2 separate regions of the Ovis aries genome follow, and region 1 is linked to region 2. The links are chromatin contacts, called in public Hi-C maps. All regions are on one chromosome and are shown on one strand. Each heading gives the region's core, a stretch centred on a gene start, on an enhancer-like site or on the middle of the called end of the contact. The rest is flanking DNA. Distances are from core to core; before and after follow the strand shown.

Evidence for each region. A called contact is a pair of places that touch in the nucleus more often than the background predicts.
Region 1: a contact with region 2 is called in a Hi-C map of tail adipose tissue, with 5 times the contacts expected there. The contact joins the enhancer-like site here to the promoter of MECOM in region 2. A contact is called at or near these places in 5 of 16 Hi-C or Micro-C datasets (hypothalamus, muscle, omental adipose tissue and 1 more).

Annotation. Positions count from the first base shown.
Region 1 is chr1:218,660,210-218,667,109 of ARS-UI_Ramb_v3.0, forward strand. The region is part of intron 1 of MECOM (MDS1 and EVI1 complex locus); the gene reads left to right. Among named protein-coding and RNA genes, the nearest start is that of MECOM, 300 kb to the left of the region's middle. Within about 2 kb of position 1,797, at least 11 of the 54 cell types and tissues checked have an H3K27ac peak or open chromatin away from gene starts, as enhancers often do. A contact at or near this core is called in tail adipose tissue, where this site is marked.
Region 2 is chr1:218,363,430-218,371,029 of ARS-UI_Ramb_v3.0, forward strand. It overlaps MECOM (MDS1 and EVI1 complex locus), which reads left to right and starts at 2,679. Exons shown (of 15, transcript XM_060394109.1): 1 at 2,679-3,021. The coding sequence starts at 2,985. It overlaps LOC121816976, which reads right to left. Exons shown (of 3, transcript XR_009595139.1): 1 at 2,960-7,600; 2 at 1,768-1,830.

The sequences.
Region 1 (6,900 bases), core at 547-3,046, 300 kb after region 2:
ACCATTCTTTGGTTTTCATTATGTAGAACTGGGACTGCTTGAGTGGAATGGACCTGGGGCTGAACTTGTCCAATGTGCTTATTTTATGAAAGGGGAATCAGAGACCCCTCAAAAGCTATGACTCTCAAGCGCTCAAGGTTACTCTGGGCAGGGAAGACATATTGCTGAATCCAGACCTCCACATCTGGGCATGTACCATTCCTGCTTTTCCTGAGTGCAAATGGCATAGTTTACAACCGCCAACTTGACCCATACAGGAGTTATAAAATATTCCCTATACCTTCCTGATGCTGATACGCTTCCTTTCCTGACAATGGTGAGTCCTCAACTAATGTGTCCAGCCCTAAACTAATGTGTTCCGTCATCAGTAAATTCCTGCCTGTGATAGTCTTTTCTTAAATACCTGTTTAAACAGTAATTTAGATAAGAGTGTCCCATTTGTGTGCAACAGGAAATGCCTGCCTTCTTTTAGATATGCTGGCAAATAATTACTGTAGATATGGCTTGAATACTGAAAGGCTGTACTCTGGTCATTTCAGACTGCCTGAGAGCAACCACCCAGTCTGCTGCAACATAATTTCAGGGCATTTCTATTTTACTCTAAATGAATCTGAAGGAAAATCACTTGGGGGATATAAAAAGCTTAGGAGAAAAGCCATCAGGTCAAAGGTTGCCTAAAGACTCTAAAAAATTTGTCTTACTAGAAGGGAGTCACGGCACAAAGTTATAACGTAAGAGAAACCATATCTGATATGTGATAAGTCTGTTCTTACCTGGTCATTCCAGTGGGTATTGGAGATCCTGTCTCCCTTAACAACAGAATGAGCCAAACATTAACCAGGTCGTGTTTTTCCTTGGAGTAGTACCCATACAGCTTTAATGTCTTTATTTTAGCTGTTTTAGATCTGTAAGTAGATACCAGAGGGTTTCTTTATTGGTGCCTCAACTGTGAATTTTCTGGCAATTTCTTTCCATAACCCATTTTAAAAAGCTTAGTTTCATCTCTGATGAGGAACTTTTGGAAGCGGTCAAACTCATTTCATAAGAACTTAGAAGCTACCAGTTAAATTCACAAAACATACTTCTTTAGTGAAATGTCTGTGAAATTTTGAGAAGAGTGGAGAAACTCTTAACCAGAGTTAAAACTCCAGGATAAGTGAGAGGTATGCTGCAATCCAATGAAGAAGACAAACGTTTGTTCACTGATTTGGTCCTTTACTTTCAACCCCTGTGGTATTTTTTGCCATCTTCCTTGCTTGCCTCCCAACACTCTTTAATACTTTTAGGGTCTTTTTGACAGCACATACATAAAATATTTTTAGAAAACCCTGGAGGAAAAAATTCCACAAGGAAGAAATGGAATACTCTGGTACAAGGAAGTAGCAAATACTAAAGGTGCAAGGAAGTTAGAAGGTAATTAAAAAAAATTCCATGTGCCAAGCCATGTTGATACATTATTTCACAATAAGTAGTGCTCTCTGGAGACACGGATTCTTCAAATGCAGTCCAGTGTTAACAGATTCCGCAATGTCTACTTGTTACTCCTCTTTGGAGGCAGCACATTCTAAAGACCAGTTCCGTCAGCAGCCTCCATCCTATTCATGCTTGCTAGGTCGCTTCAGTCGTGTCTGACTCTTTAAGACACTATGGACAGTAGCCTGTCTGGCTCCTCTGTCCATGGGATTCTCCAGGCAAGCATACTGGAGTGGGTTGCCATGCCCGCCTCCAGGAGATCCTCCTGACCCAGGGATCCAACCCACCTCTCTTGCTGGGATCTTTACCAATAGCGCCACCTGGGAAGCCTATGAGATGCTTCGATTTTCCCAGCCTGTGCCTCTGACCCTTACTACGGTCCTTCACAGCTAGTTTGAGTCAGTTTTCTGGAAATTCGTTTCCCTCACTTTTACTAGTTTCCTTTCTTCCTTTCGTTGGGATCTTAAATTTCATTATCTTGGGGCCATTCTCACAGACTATCCTGCTGGCCGGTGCACAGCCTCCTTCTTTGTTCTGTTTGTGCATCTGGCATGACTTGGGCTCCACCCTTTCCCCAAGCCCAGCACATGGTGATTGGCTGCGTCGCTGGTGCAGAAGAGCTGGCTCCCAGGTCCTCCGCTTCCTCGCCAACAGGCCTGGGTCACCGCTCTGGAATTGTCCTAACAAGGGAAGAAGAGCATGTCCGGTTTGAATTTTGGAAGGAAATTGATGTCTTCCCCCTCCCCTCTCCGCCCCTCCATTAGCAGGCACCGACTCATGGACTCGTGTTCATGCGCTCACGTCCTACCAGGAGGTCCCTGGTGGGGCTTGAGGTTTGGCAGCGCCTGCCTTGCTCGCGGAGCTGGGCACGCATCCGCCGCTTGCAGCCACGTGTAATCCTTCCTGTCTGCTCGCCACTTGGGCACAAAGTCCCAGCGCTCGGGCCCACCCTCTTCTTTAGTAGCAATTAACCTTTACTACAGAGCTTCCTTTGAAGTTTGCTCGTGTTTTTATTACAAAACTGCAATGAGGAACATAATGGGGGGAAATGTCTAAATTTCGGAGTTACCTAATCTGTTCAATTCCCTTGCTGGTCTCCTCCTGGCAGTTGTTTCATGCAGTTATGATCTCAACCAGTCTGCCTGAGATTTCAAACCATGTTTCTGTCTCAGCCTATTTTTAAGATTAGTGAGCTATTACACACATGCACACTGCAAACACACACTGATGTGTCTATTATACGCCTAAGTGTGTACGGCTGAATATATAGAACTTGTTCCTTGTTTAACGTCTAGGGAAATTTTTTTACTTCAGAGACAAGCTAGGTATATGTGCTTTTAATGTTAACTTTAAACTCTTGTTGCTAAATATTTTCTCTCAATGGACTTAGGTGAAGAAGAGTGGAAAATTATTTATGTTAGTATCACGAATGATAATGCTGAGTGATAAGTATTATGACGGGTACTGAATGCTATTAACGGTGAAATTCTGGATTTTGAATGGCATCTGCCCAGAAGATTTGCAGTTAAGCTAGGCAGAGGGGCCAAGTGAAACAAATGGTGAGTTATATAAAACCCACAAAAGAGACGGCATTTTAGGCCAGCCTTGCAAATAAGAACCAAAGAATTATGAGTGAAATGGCATTTTTTTTTTTCCTAGACTGCCGTTCACAGGAGCTCAAATAAATGAAATCATTTTTCTCTGCTTTTCACTCAGCAGTAAATCACTGGTAATCTAAGGTTGGTAGAAAAGCAACTGTGAAGCTCAAAGAAAATACAAGAGAATCTTTTTTTTTTTTTTTTCCTTAGGATGGGTAAGGACTTTCTAAGAAAAATGTAAAAATCACAAAGGAAAAATAGACTTCATTCCGTACAAGTTAAAAATTTTGTACAACACAAGCTCCATTAAAAAACCAAATGATAAGTGATCTACTGGGGATAGTAGCAAAAAGCTATATCAAAGGGCTCATTTCTTTATCATTAGTAAGACAGACCAATAAAAGCCCAATTTCAACTGGACAGAAACAATGAGTAATTTGCAAAAGGGGAAATAGGAATGACAAAATATTTAGTCTTAGTAATCACTGAGATGTGAATTAAAGCAACAATAGATATACAGTCTTTTCTGTTGTATTAATAAATTTTAAAAACAAGACATAATAATAAATACCAGTATGATGGTTTGGAGTATAAATTGGTATCCAGCTCTGAGAAGCAATCTGTCAATACTCAGCTTTCTTTTAGGAATATAACCTAAATAGGGTGAACATAAATATTTATATGAAAAAAATGTTTATTTTAGTGGTATTTATGGTATCAGAAATTTAGAAGCAAGATAAATAAATACTATGAAAATAGTTCATTTATTATGGGTTTATATTATGGAGTATAATACAGCAATTAAAATATAGTTTAATGTTTTTAAAACCATAAGGAAGTGTTCATAATATCAAGTGAGAAAAGTGAAAAAACAAGCTATTCACATATTAGGGCTACAATTTTGAAAAAGCAAACATACTTTAAAACATATCTTTAAAGGAAAAAAAAAGCAAGTTGCCTAAGAGTTAAAGGGAGGACTGGATTTGAACAGCTGGGTTCTAGTCTCAGCTAACTTTGGACATACTGGTTAGCATCCTTGGGTATCAGGTTGCACATTTGCAAAATGGAAGATTATCCTTCTCATCTGTAGTTTTCTCCCTAGATTGTGAGAGAATATAGATACATCTACAGAGATTATTATTATCAGTATTATTTCTGCAATTTCATCTTTGTAGATTCTGATATGTTTTTAAAATGCAACTCTCCTCAGGTGGAAACCTTGGTTAGTTATTCCAAGTCATAGAAATAAATATAATCCAATACAAATGTAGCCTTGGTCTCCAGGGATATTAGAACATTTAAAATTGAATTGAAGAATTTGATTTCCAAGAGCATTTCCCAAGTCATTTGCCTCAAATCCAACAATAAACTTATCTTTCTGTCCTTTTTCGGTTAATGACACACTTAAAGGATGCAAGAAGCAAATTCCAGTAGCAGGCAGTTCAGATCCAAGAAATTACAAGGGTTATTTATCTTTATGGGAGCACTGATGTATATAGCACTTCTTACCTGATACTTACCTATTGTAAATGTGCACAATCTGTCAATCTGATATCTGAGCAATTCTTTAATTAACTGTAGTTACAGCTCAGGAAAAAGATTTACCAATTTTTCCTCAATAACACACATTTAATGGAGATATGATAATTGAGGTAGTTTGTCATTTAGATGAAAGGTTTTAGCGGCGTTTTGGATAGTTCTTGAGTAAGGTACCTGGAGACATTAGTTGATAAACTGCATATGTTGTTAAAAATTTCTTAATGCTAGATGACCCTGAAATATTGTTGCATGTTTTGATACGTAAAACTCAGCAGTTTTATATTTCCATTTTTTTGTCATCACAGCCCTTTTTATATTTAATTCCAGTGATACAGGATTAACAGTGGCTTGAAAACAAATTGCCTGGCTTTGCACAAACATTTAATGCCTATGTGTGGATGAATAACACCATGTCTTTCTCTTGGATTTGCTTGACCTATATAAGTTGTTCTTTAATTGGAATTATTTTGCTATTGTAAGCAGAATTGCATTCAGGTTTTAAATTCAAATTCTTCTGTGCAGCAGCCTGGGCATGCATGTGTATTTTGTCTCCACAGGAATTGAAATCCAAACTCACTAGTTTAAAAATTATGCATTGGTAAAGTTTGTGGGTAACTCAAAGGTCATGGGATCAGCAATGGTTGTGGGGGGGGACCAGATGAGTTTACCTCTATCCCTTTTAAAGTTTTGGAATTACTTTGATGGAACTGACAATATGACAAGTTTAACCCTTTCAGGAAATAGGGGAGATTTTACTGACCATTAATGGATAATTACTGGAGGAAATAGTTCTATTCATTTGGATGCATTTTTGTTTCCTGCTGCTTAAGTCTGTAGGTTACACAATGTCTTCCAGTTTTTAGCACTTCTTGAAAAAACCAAAATCTTCACAATGGATGATAAATCCCTTTAAGAATCTTTAACTATATTTGCAGTAGTTAAATGTTAGCATTCTAGAGAGATGTTTTTGTATGTTCTTAGTTGTATAAAGAGTGTTGGTGAACTTTTGGCTCTTAGGTTGAAGTGCAAAATCTCCCTAAAGAATAAAATTAATAGACTTTATCAAGGGTGTTGGAACCCTGAAGTATATTTCTCTGATAGTATTTCTTTGGGGCATTATAAAAATTGTTTATTTTGATGTTGGATTTAGAGAAAAGTTTCTAATCTGTAATGTTACATTTTTGTGGGTTTAAAGGTGCTTTCCAGGATCAAAGAAATTTCCAATATTTAATAGAAAAATATTGATTTGTTTTAATAGTCAGTGAAATTATATGTTAGGTTAATTATCTCTTTAACAAGTATTTTAAAAGCACCTTTATGAAGATCACTTGGAGAATTCCTAAGAAGTATGAGTTTTGAGGCTTCCCTTTAAGAGTCTATTTCCTAGTTTGGAATAAAAGATTATTCTTATTAAGCTCTAAATAGCAATATGCAGCATTATTTGATCATCAGACTGAGGAAGGAAATTGTGTAGGAACTCACAAGAAGGGAGAAACTTATGTTAAATGGGATGGCAAGGAGATAAGTTGGGAGTTGACATAGAGAATGACTAGAAGTTGGATGGGCAAAGGGGAAGAGAGAGAGAGTAACAGAGGAAATGCTTACTGAGCCCAGAAGATAGAGATAAGTTTATTCTGGCCTGGGGACTCCTACTGAGGAGTGTTGAGATTAAAAGAGAAAGAATGGGTTCAGAATGAGAGAGGTTCTGTTCCAAGCCTATTTCACTTGTGGACATTGTGAATTACTGGAGGCTACTGCACAGAAAAGTTGATGTACCAGGAAGATAAATTCAGCAGCATTGTACAGGCTCAGTGTGAAAGGACCAGAAAGATGTTAGAGGTCTAGAGACCCATTTAGAGGCCTGTTAAAAAATTTAGGAATGAAAACATGGATTGAAAGAATGGGGTGAAGGTAAAAATCTTACAAGAAGAATGGACAACATTTAATGACTGAATAGATTGAGGATGAAGGAGACAAAATATCCATGTTATTTTAAAACCTTGAACATGGATAATTTGAGGGAAAATATTATTTTTAATAGAAATGGGGAAATGGGAGGACACTTGATTTGAAGGTAGATGATAATATGCAAGATTTTGGATATGCTGAACTTGAATGATAATGAGCTTGTTATGTTGAGATCAGATGTCTCATAGAAATAAGGTTGGGTCCTGATTTGATGCTTAGTTTAAATGGCATTATCTCATTTGACTCAAGAACCAAGCACTTCATTAGAAAGCATTAGATTGTACTTTTGCATGTACAGTCACTTTGCACTTCACAAAACTTT
Region 2 (7,600 bases), core at 1,429-3,928:
TCCACAAGTATGATGCCTGATTTTTTCACAGTGCTTTGGCCCAAGGACACAGAGGAGTTTGTGTTTATTTTTTCAGTTAGAATATGTTGGCTTCACTCCTGTCGGAAACTCTCGGAAAGACCAGGCTGAAGACCCATGCGCTGAAGCCACCGTGACCCCAGGGATTTGAAAAATCAGGAGGGGTGTGTGCCCTGGCCATGCCTCACTCCCCACACCCCCTGCCCTCTAGAAAGGCTTTCAGGACAGAGATCTCTAAAGTTGGGGGGAAATCAGTTTTGAATTTCTTTAGCTTTCCGTATCCCACCCAATTCTCACAGCCCCCACCCCAACCCCTGGTCCGCCACTGTGGTTTATAATTTTTCAGCAGAAACAAGGGCTGCAGCTTCACATGTGGGTCTTGTTTTTACTTGGGTTTGATTCCATGGTCCCTTCATTTTCTATAAAATTGCCCATCACTTCTCTTAACCCCCTTTCTGCAACGGGACCCAAATATAGACGTCCACCCCCACCCAGGGCATGAGATAAAAGGAATTAAGTAGAATAGTACAAGGGGCAATATTAACTTCTTTTATTTATTTTTTAAGTTCCCCAGAGTGAGAAGGTGAAATGAAACCTCTCAGGCAGAGCCTCCTCATGTCCAGGTGCTCTTAAACGTCCTTGGTGAACTCTACCATCCTTCCTGAAGGTCAAAGACCTTTAGGTTTGGATAGCTGGGAGGGGCTTGGTCCTCTGGACTGCCTCTCTATCCTCTGGCCTAGGTGAGGGTCCCCAGAGAGTCCTTTAAACTGATCAGAAGCTGTATCTATGCACTTCTAGCCAGTCAGTCTAGTGCGTTTCTCTCCCTAGAGATTTTACTTTCTTTGGTGAAAGCTCTCAACTCCCATTTCTCCTTTTCCTCTGAGGACCTTTTCTGGTTGGAGGGAAGGCTTGCCTTCATGTACACTGAGGGAAACTAGTGAACTCAGTCATAGACTTCCGGCATTGACATTCAGAATGCTGAAGTGCTTGGTCATTTTGCACCGGCCAAATGTATGAGCACACCACCTGTATGCAGAGAGCAATAGTAGTTGTAGAAGGAATGGAAACACCCCCACCCAAACTTGCCTCTTTACTTCAGAGGGGATGAAAGAGTTCTCTTGTACCCATGTGTGTGGGCACCAGAGTCTTCTCTTTTGGAAACTGTTTTACTCCTACCCTGTGTAATTTTTTCATCACCCTGTTCCATCTCCCCCTCCCCTACCTCACATTTCAACATTACACATCTGTCTCCCTTGGGTCTTGTAGCTTGCTTCTCCAGGGACCTGTACTGACAGCCAAATGCTCCCAGAATTACACAGCTCTGGACAAACAGAAGTGATGGGCATCCTTGCCAAGCTGAATATTTCACATTTCAATTTTCTGGAATAAAGATATTTGCGAGCCATTGATGGATAGTCCCATTTGGGGTTGAACCTTGCTATTTGTTCCTAGTTTTGACAATAAATGACAACAGGTAGAGTTGGGCATTCTCTGTTATCTTCCTTCCCCTACCGTGCCTTAAACTCATGCCCAGAACCTGCTATTCTTTTCTCTTTCCTTTAACTTGAACATCAAGGATGTATCACTGTAGCACAGAGAAAAAAATTGTGATTTTCTTTTACGGTGTCTGGCAGGATTTGCAACAGATATTAATGGGGACATAAATAGCTCATGGAAGATATTGAACAAAACTAAGGTAAGGAGGCTGTACCAAAAGAAAATCCACACTTACTCGGGATTTATTCATACCTTAAACACAGCTAGCTCCTTTAAGAGGTCCCCATTTCTGCGTGCCCACTTCTTTGGTAAATCCTGTAATTAAAAGCAAAATTTCAATAATGTATTTTTTTAAAAGTGGTGGTGATGGGGGAATCTCTCTCCTACCTCTTCTTTATGACCCGGGAGGTCGTGGGTTTAAGCGAATGAGTGAAATGGCAGACAGGCTGAGCTGCAGCAGGAGGCGACAGGGGCAGCGGTGGGGGAGGCCGGAAGGTGACAGCCGACCTCAGGGAAGGCAAAAAGAAGGTCTTGGATGTCAAATGCCCAAGGTTCCCGGACCTGGGAATCAAGGGTGATCATTATTACTTGGTGGGAATAGACCAGCAACTGACATGTTCCAAGGATGGCAGGAAGTATTAGCATTACACCTAAAATCAAGGAAGAAGCAGTTATTTATTCTGCTTTCAGCTCTGAAAGCAGAAGCCGCAATAGCTTCAGTAGCAGTAGTAGCCGCCGCAGATTTCCCGAAGTTCAGGATGATTCTCACTTTCTCCTGGATCGCTCTCCGAGAGTCCGGTCCTTCTAGTTCTTTAGTGTGGGAAACATTTTTAGAAGTCCCCTCCCCTCCCCCTACTCCTTGCTTTCCCCCAAGGACCGTACAGAAAATGTCCTGCAATTTATGGTGGGAAAAACAATAATGTTAATGATACAGGCTTATTGGTAATTTCAACATGAAATCAATCCTTTGCCCGAGCCTTTTCGTTCCTTTTTTTTTTTTTTCTTTTTCTGGGCGAGGTGTCTGCTCCCCTCCGACTCCCTGCGCTCGTTCCCCGCCCCCCGCCGCCCTCCCCATGGCTCCCTTTCTCCGCCTCCTCGGCGATTGCCATCTGACAAGATCTCCAAATCAAAGTGATAAATCGCTCCAAACTTTTTTTGGCGGCGCTGAGATGTTGGAGGGGCGTCTAGCGCGCATGTGCGAAGGTGTCCAAACTGACAATGCTGGAGAGATAGCGAGTGTGGATTGAGAGAAAGGGAGAGAGGGAGGGAGAGAGAGTGAAAGAGGGAAAGACAGAGAGTGAGTGTGTGTAAGAGAGAGAGAGTGTGTGTGAGTGTGTGTGTGTAAGAGAGAGAGAGAGAGAGGGAGAGAGAGAGGAGAGGGAGGGAGCGAGAGGGAGAGCAAAAGAAGGAAAAGATCCAAGAAAAAAAAACCCCAACCACACACCAGCGGCTGCAGGACTGGGCACAGCATGAGATCCAAAGGCAGGGCAAGGAAACTGGCCACAAGTAGGTGCAATATCCCTTTTCTATTGGATTTCCCCCTCCTCTGCCATCTTGCATATCTGTCTACAGCGCTCCGGGAGGGAGAGCGGGGCTGCCTCTCGCGCCGGGGCCCCGGGTGGAGGGCAGGCGCAGAGCAGCTCCAGCAACCTGCCAGTCTCAGCCTCCGCGCCGGCTGCCCGCGCTCTAGCTCCTTGTTTGGGCGCCAGAGGAGCCGGGGCAACCCTCGAGCCCAGTGCGCGGGCCAGCTGTGGCAACCCCGGGGTGGGGGTGGGGGTGGGGGCAGCAAAGACCTGGGTGGGAGGGAGGAGAGAGAGCGAGAGCGAGCGGGAAGGGGTGGGGTGGGTGGGGGGGGGGGGGGGGAGAGGAGATGCGAGAGTCTCCCCCTCCCCTCTCCTTCCCCCCAGGCGGAGGAGAGTTGCCTCTGGCCAACCAGCTAGTCCCGGGTGTGGGAGGGGGAGTGGGGGATCGAGGGGGGGGCATCGGGCTGGGGAAAGAAGACTTTTTCGCGCCTCGGTTTGTTTCTGGGGTTTGGGGTGGGTGGAAGGCTCGGAGGGAGCTACAGTGGCGGCAGCGGCGGCGGGCAGCCGTGGTGGAGTTGGGAAAAGTTGCGAGGCGGCCGCTGGAAGTTGCGCGGGCTGGCGGGCTGCGCCGAGCGGCTGTTGCGGTAGTGGGCGCTGTGCGCTCTGCCGTGTTCTCCAGCGTGCGCGGCGCGGCGGGAGGACTGGGGTGGGGAGTGGGGGAGACGAGGGTGTGTGTGTGTGTGTGTGGTGGCGAGGGGGGGCGGTGGCGCGGGCAGAGCCGAGCTACCAGCTCCGCCGAGCCGCGGGCAGGTGGGGAGAGAAGAGGCCCCGCGAGCGCCTGGAGAGCGCGGAGTAGAGGGCGCGCAGCCAGCGGCGACAGCAGTCGAGGAGAAGGAGGCCGAAAGGGCGCGCTCCGGCCTGCGAGCTCCAGGATGGCAGGGCGCCGAGTGACCCCCAGGGGGCGGGCTGCGGGGACACTGGGCTCGGAGAGGGCGCGGCGGAGCCTCCCGCGCTGTTTCTGGACGCAGCCGAGGTCTTGGGTCACTAACCCTCCCCGGCGCCCCCTGCCTGCCCGGCGTGGAGCGGCCTTGGTCACGCGGGAAGAGGGCGATTGAGTTCGGGGCAGGGGCGACGGGACTCCCATCCCCCATGCTTCTCGCCGAAGTGTTGGGTGGCTTCGGCCGGCATTGCCTGCAGAGCCGAGACTGTCCGGGAAATCGGTAGCATCAGCCGGGAGTATAGGCGACGGGACTGGATTTGTCCAAATGCTTCTACGTCGAGTCTAAGGGGACCCGGCGGTGCCGAGTCCCGGAGCGATCCGGGGAGTTCAAAGCGCTCCTCCGCAAGGTGTCAGCACGCGGGGCTGCAGCAGCCTCGGCAAAGCACAGGCCGCTGTTCGCTCTCCCTCTCGCTGAAAACATAATTCTCTTGTTTTGCGTGTGGGTCAGAGAACGTAGAGATAGGGTGGTGGGTAGGATGCTTCTCCTAAGTGAACCCCTAGTCTCCCCCACCCCTGCATATTAAAGCCAAGTAAAGCCCCGAGCCTTCCCGCCTTTGGTGTCTCCGCCGCAGCCGCGCGTAGGGCAGCGGCACCTCGGGCGGCTTGGTTTCTTTGGTGGTGAGAATCCGCGGTCTAGCCCAGCGAGATGCTGTCATCTTAGGCGCCTTTCCAGTGCTTCTTTCAGTCCTCACCCAAGCACTCCCTCTCGCCCAAATATGTTTCCTTTCGGTCTGGTCTCAGGGATCAAGCTATATATAGGAGTCCTTGGGCCATCAGTCCATTTGTTTCTCTTTTGGATATTGTTCATTTTACTTAGCTGCGACAGTGTCAAAGCGCGCCCGTGGAACTCCTGTTTTTCCTGTTCGCGTTTAATGGGGCCGATGTCTTTATTTTCATCTGAGGAGGAATAAATGTACATATATGCTTGCAGGCCTGTGGGCTTCAATTCCGACTGAAGTTTAGGGGTGTGTGTGTGTGTGTGTGTGTGTGTGTGTGTGGTTGCGCGGACGAAGCGGGGGGTTGAGAGCCGCTTTCAACTCTGCCTAAGTTGTGAAATGAAAGCCGAACCCTTCGCGCGCCTCATTGCCTGGTATCCGCCGAAGTGAAAGCAGAACAAACACAAAACCCTTCAAATTTTCTTGGGCAACTTTTTCAACTATTTTAATTACCAAGTTGTTCGCTGCCGAATTCAAACATTCCCGCACGCACAGCCCACTCAACATCCAGAAACCGAGTCTGGTTTCCTATCTGAGGATACTTGTCATTCATCCAGTGGGAGACCCGTTTATTTTGTGTCTAGTGTTTCTAAGGATGCCGCTGCGGCTTTCTGATAACTAGATGCGAACTCTCACAAACTTTTCTTGCTAAGCCTCAGGTTCCCGCTGGCGCTGCTCCAGCTGTTGCCAACACGGCTGCCTTTCGGACAGCAGCGCTGCTTTAAGCAATTCTTTGGTTCTAATCTGGGTAACGAAGGAAATCATATTAAAACTAAGAATTTTTTGTATCTTGAAGCGCTATTTCCTTCCCCCGCGTAGTGCGTGCGTTTCCGAGCGCAGGGCGGAGATAGTCGCTGACCCCTGCTGTGAAGCCAGCGAAAACTTCGGGGCTGTGTCTGGACCGGGTTTCTTTCTTTTTTCTGGGTTAGGAAGAGGCAGTGTGACCAGCATACTTTAAAAAACAAAACCACCCTTCTTGTTGTAAAAGTAAACACTGCAGTGGAATCAAGTCACTTAGAAACAGTTGTTTCCTCGACTGTTATTCTTCATGTATTTTGTAAATTTCTTTGGCGGCCAAGTCTTGTCGCGATCTTGGCTAAGGTACAGGATTCCAAGGATCCAAACCAGGGACCACAGACCCTGAAAGTACCGCTGAAGTTAAACTCAGAATGAATGCACAGCCTACTTCCCGACTTACAGGGCTTGTTTTTTTCTTACACAATAGTTAAAACCGATACATTCGTTGCAAATCATTTGGGAGGAATAAGCCATTACATTAAAAAAAAAAATAAGAGAAAAGCAAGAAGACTGACATTTGTACCGTCTAAAGATGGTGGCTTTTATTCCCACCTTTAAGAAAAGAAAACTAAAAGCCAAGCAATCTCTGGCAGCCGGGTGAGGCTTCCCAGCCGTTTTCTTGGGCGGCCAGGACAGCACCTGGGCCGTGCCAGAAATGCCAGTTGCAACTGTTTCCTTCTGGTGATGGGGAAGAAGTGAAGTTGGATCTGCCTAGTGCGTCTAGGGCCCGAAAACCGAAGGAACCCCCCCACCCCACTTCTCCAAAGTGACACCCGGCAGGGTTTCAATCACAGCAATGAAAGAGTTGCAACGAATAACCCCCCTTAGCTACCGGGCCACGCAGAAGTCTTGTAAAGACCCAGAAGGCGATGCGATTAGCAAGACCCCGGTGAGGGGAGGGCGGGGGAGGGGGGGCACTTGTTACTTGTACACTTGATCTCGGTTTAAAAAGGCTCTGAAGTAGGTAAGGTAGATGACGACTCTTCCTCTCCTGCTTAAACGCCTCCCCTTAGTAAGCCTAGTACATAAGATGGTAAAGAACCGCAAGCCCAGGTTCCAGCCTCCACTGCCCCATGCCCATCTACTTGCGTTTTCCTTTATCCTTTAAAAAGCTCAGATGAAAACGCAAAGCTTTGCTTAAAACGCGCATTTTGTTTATTTCAGTCTGCTTTTGAGGAGGGGAAAAAGCGCTTGCCCTGCGGAGGCCCCGTTTAGGAAGGCGGTTTATTTGCCATTACTTGACCATCACCCTGGCTTAGGGCTTCTTTATTGTATTTGGCACTTAGAACGAAGCATTTCGATGTGTTTCGCCAAAAAAAAAAAAAAAAAATCTGTGTTTAGGGGAAGGTTAATAACGCTTTTCATTCTCCCCTCACACTCATCTTCAACACTCTGGAAGGGGACGGTTCATTAGCTACAGGGGCTGAAGGCTGGAATAAAAGGCTCCTTTTTCAGGTTTTTATTTGTGAGGGGCTGAGGAGTCGCAGGTCTGGGGGCCACTGGCTGCAGTGTGTCTGTGTAAGTGTGCCTGAGTGTGTCTTTTGCAGGGTAGCCCAGCTCTTGGCTTTCTGAGCGGAGGCCTCCCCTCACTACCCGTGGGCGGGCGCGGCCTCCTCAGCAGGCAGACATTCAACACGTAGGACGCTCATCGAATAGAAATTAATGCGTCATCCCGACGTTTCTGCTTTCTTCTTTTTTAAAAGTTGAGGGTAATAATTCAGTAAGCAGTTTTTCTTTAAACATCTTGTCGTTTGGGAGTTTATTTTATTTCATTTTTTGCGACTTAGGGCCATGTTATCCCAGGCTGCAGACATCGCCCGGGGCAGGAAGGCCACAGCTGGGGACTCCAGACTCCATCCTCCCGGGCCAGGAGGGCAGGGGAGCACCGACTTGTTGCCCTCGGCAGGCCTGGCCCAGTCTCCTCTCTCCCCACACATCCTCCGTTTGCCTCTGCTGGAAGCGGGCCCTGAAATGGAGAAACTTGACTTGTCATCTGCTGGCCAATGGCTCTTACCGTGTTCCCAAGGTACTCAGAGCTTGGCAGAGCC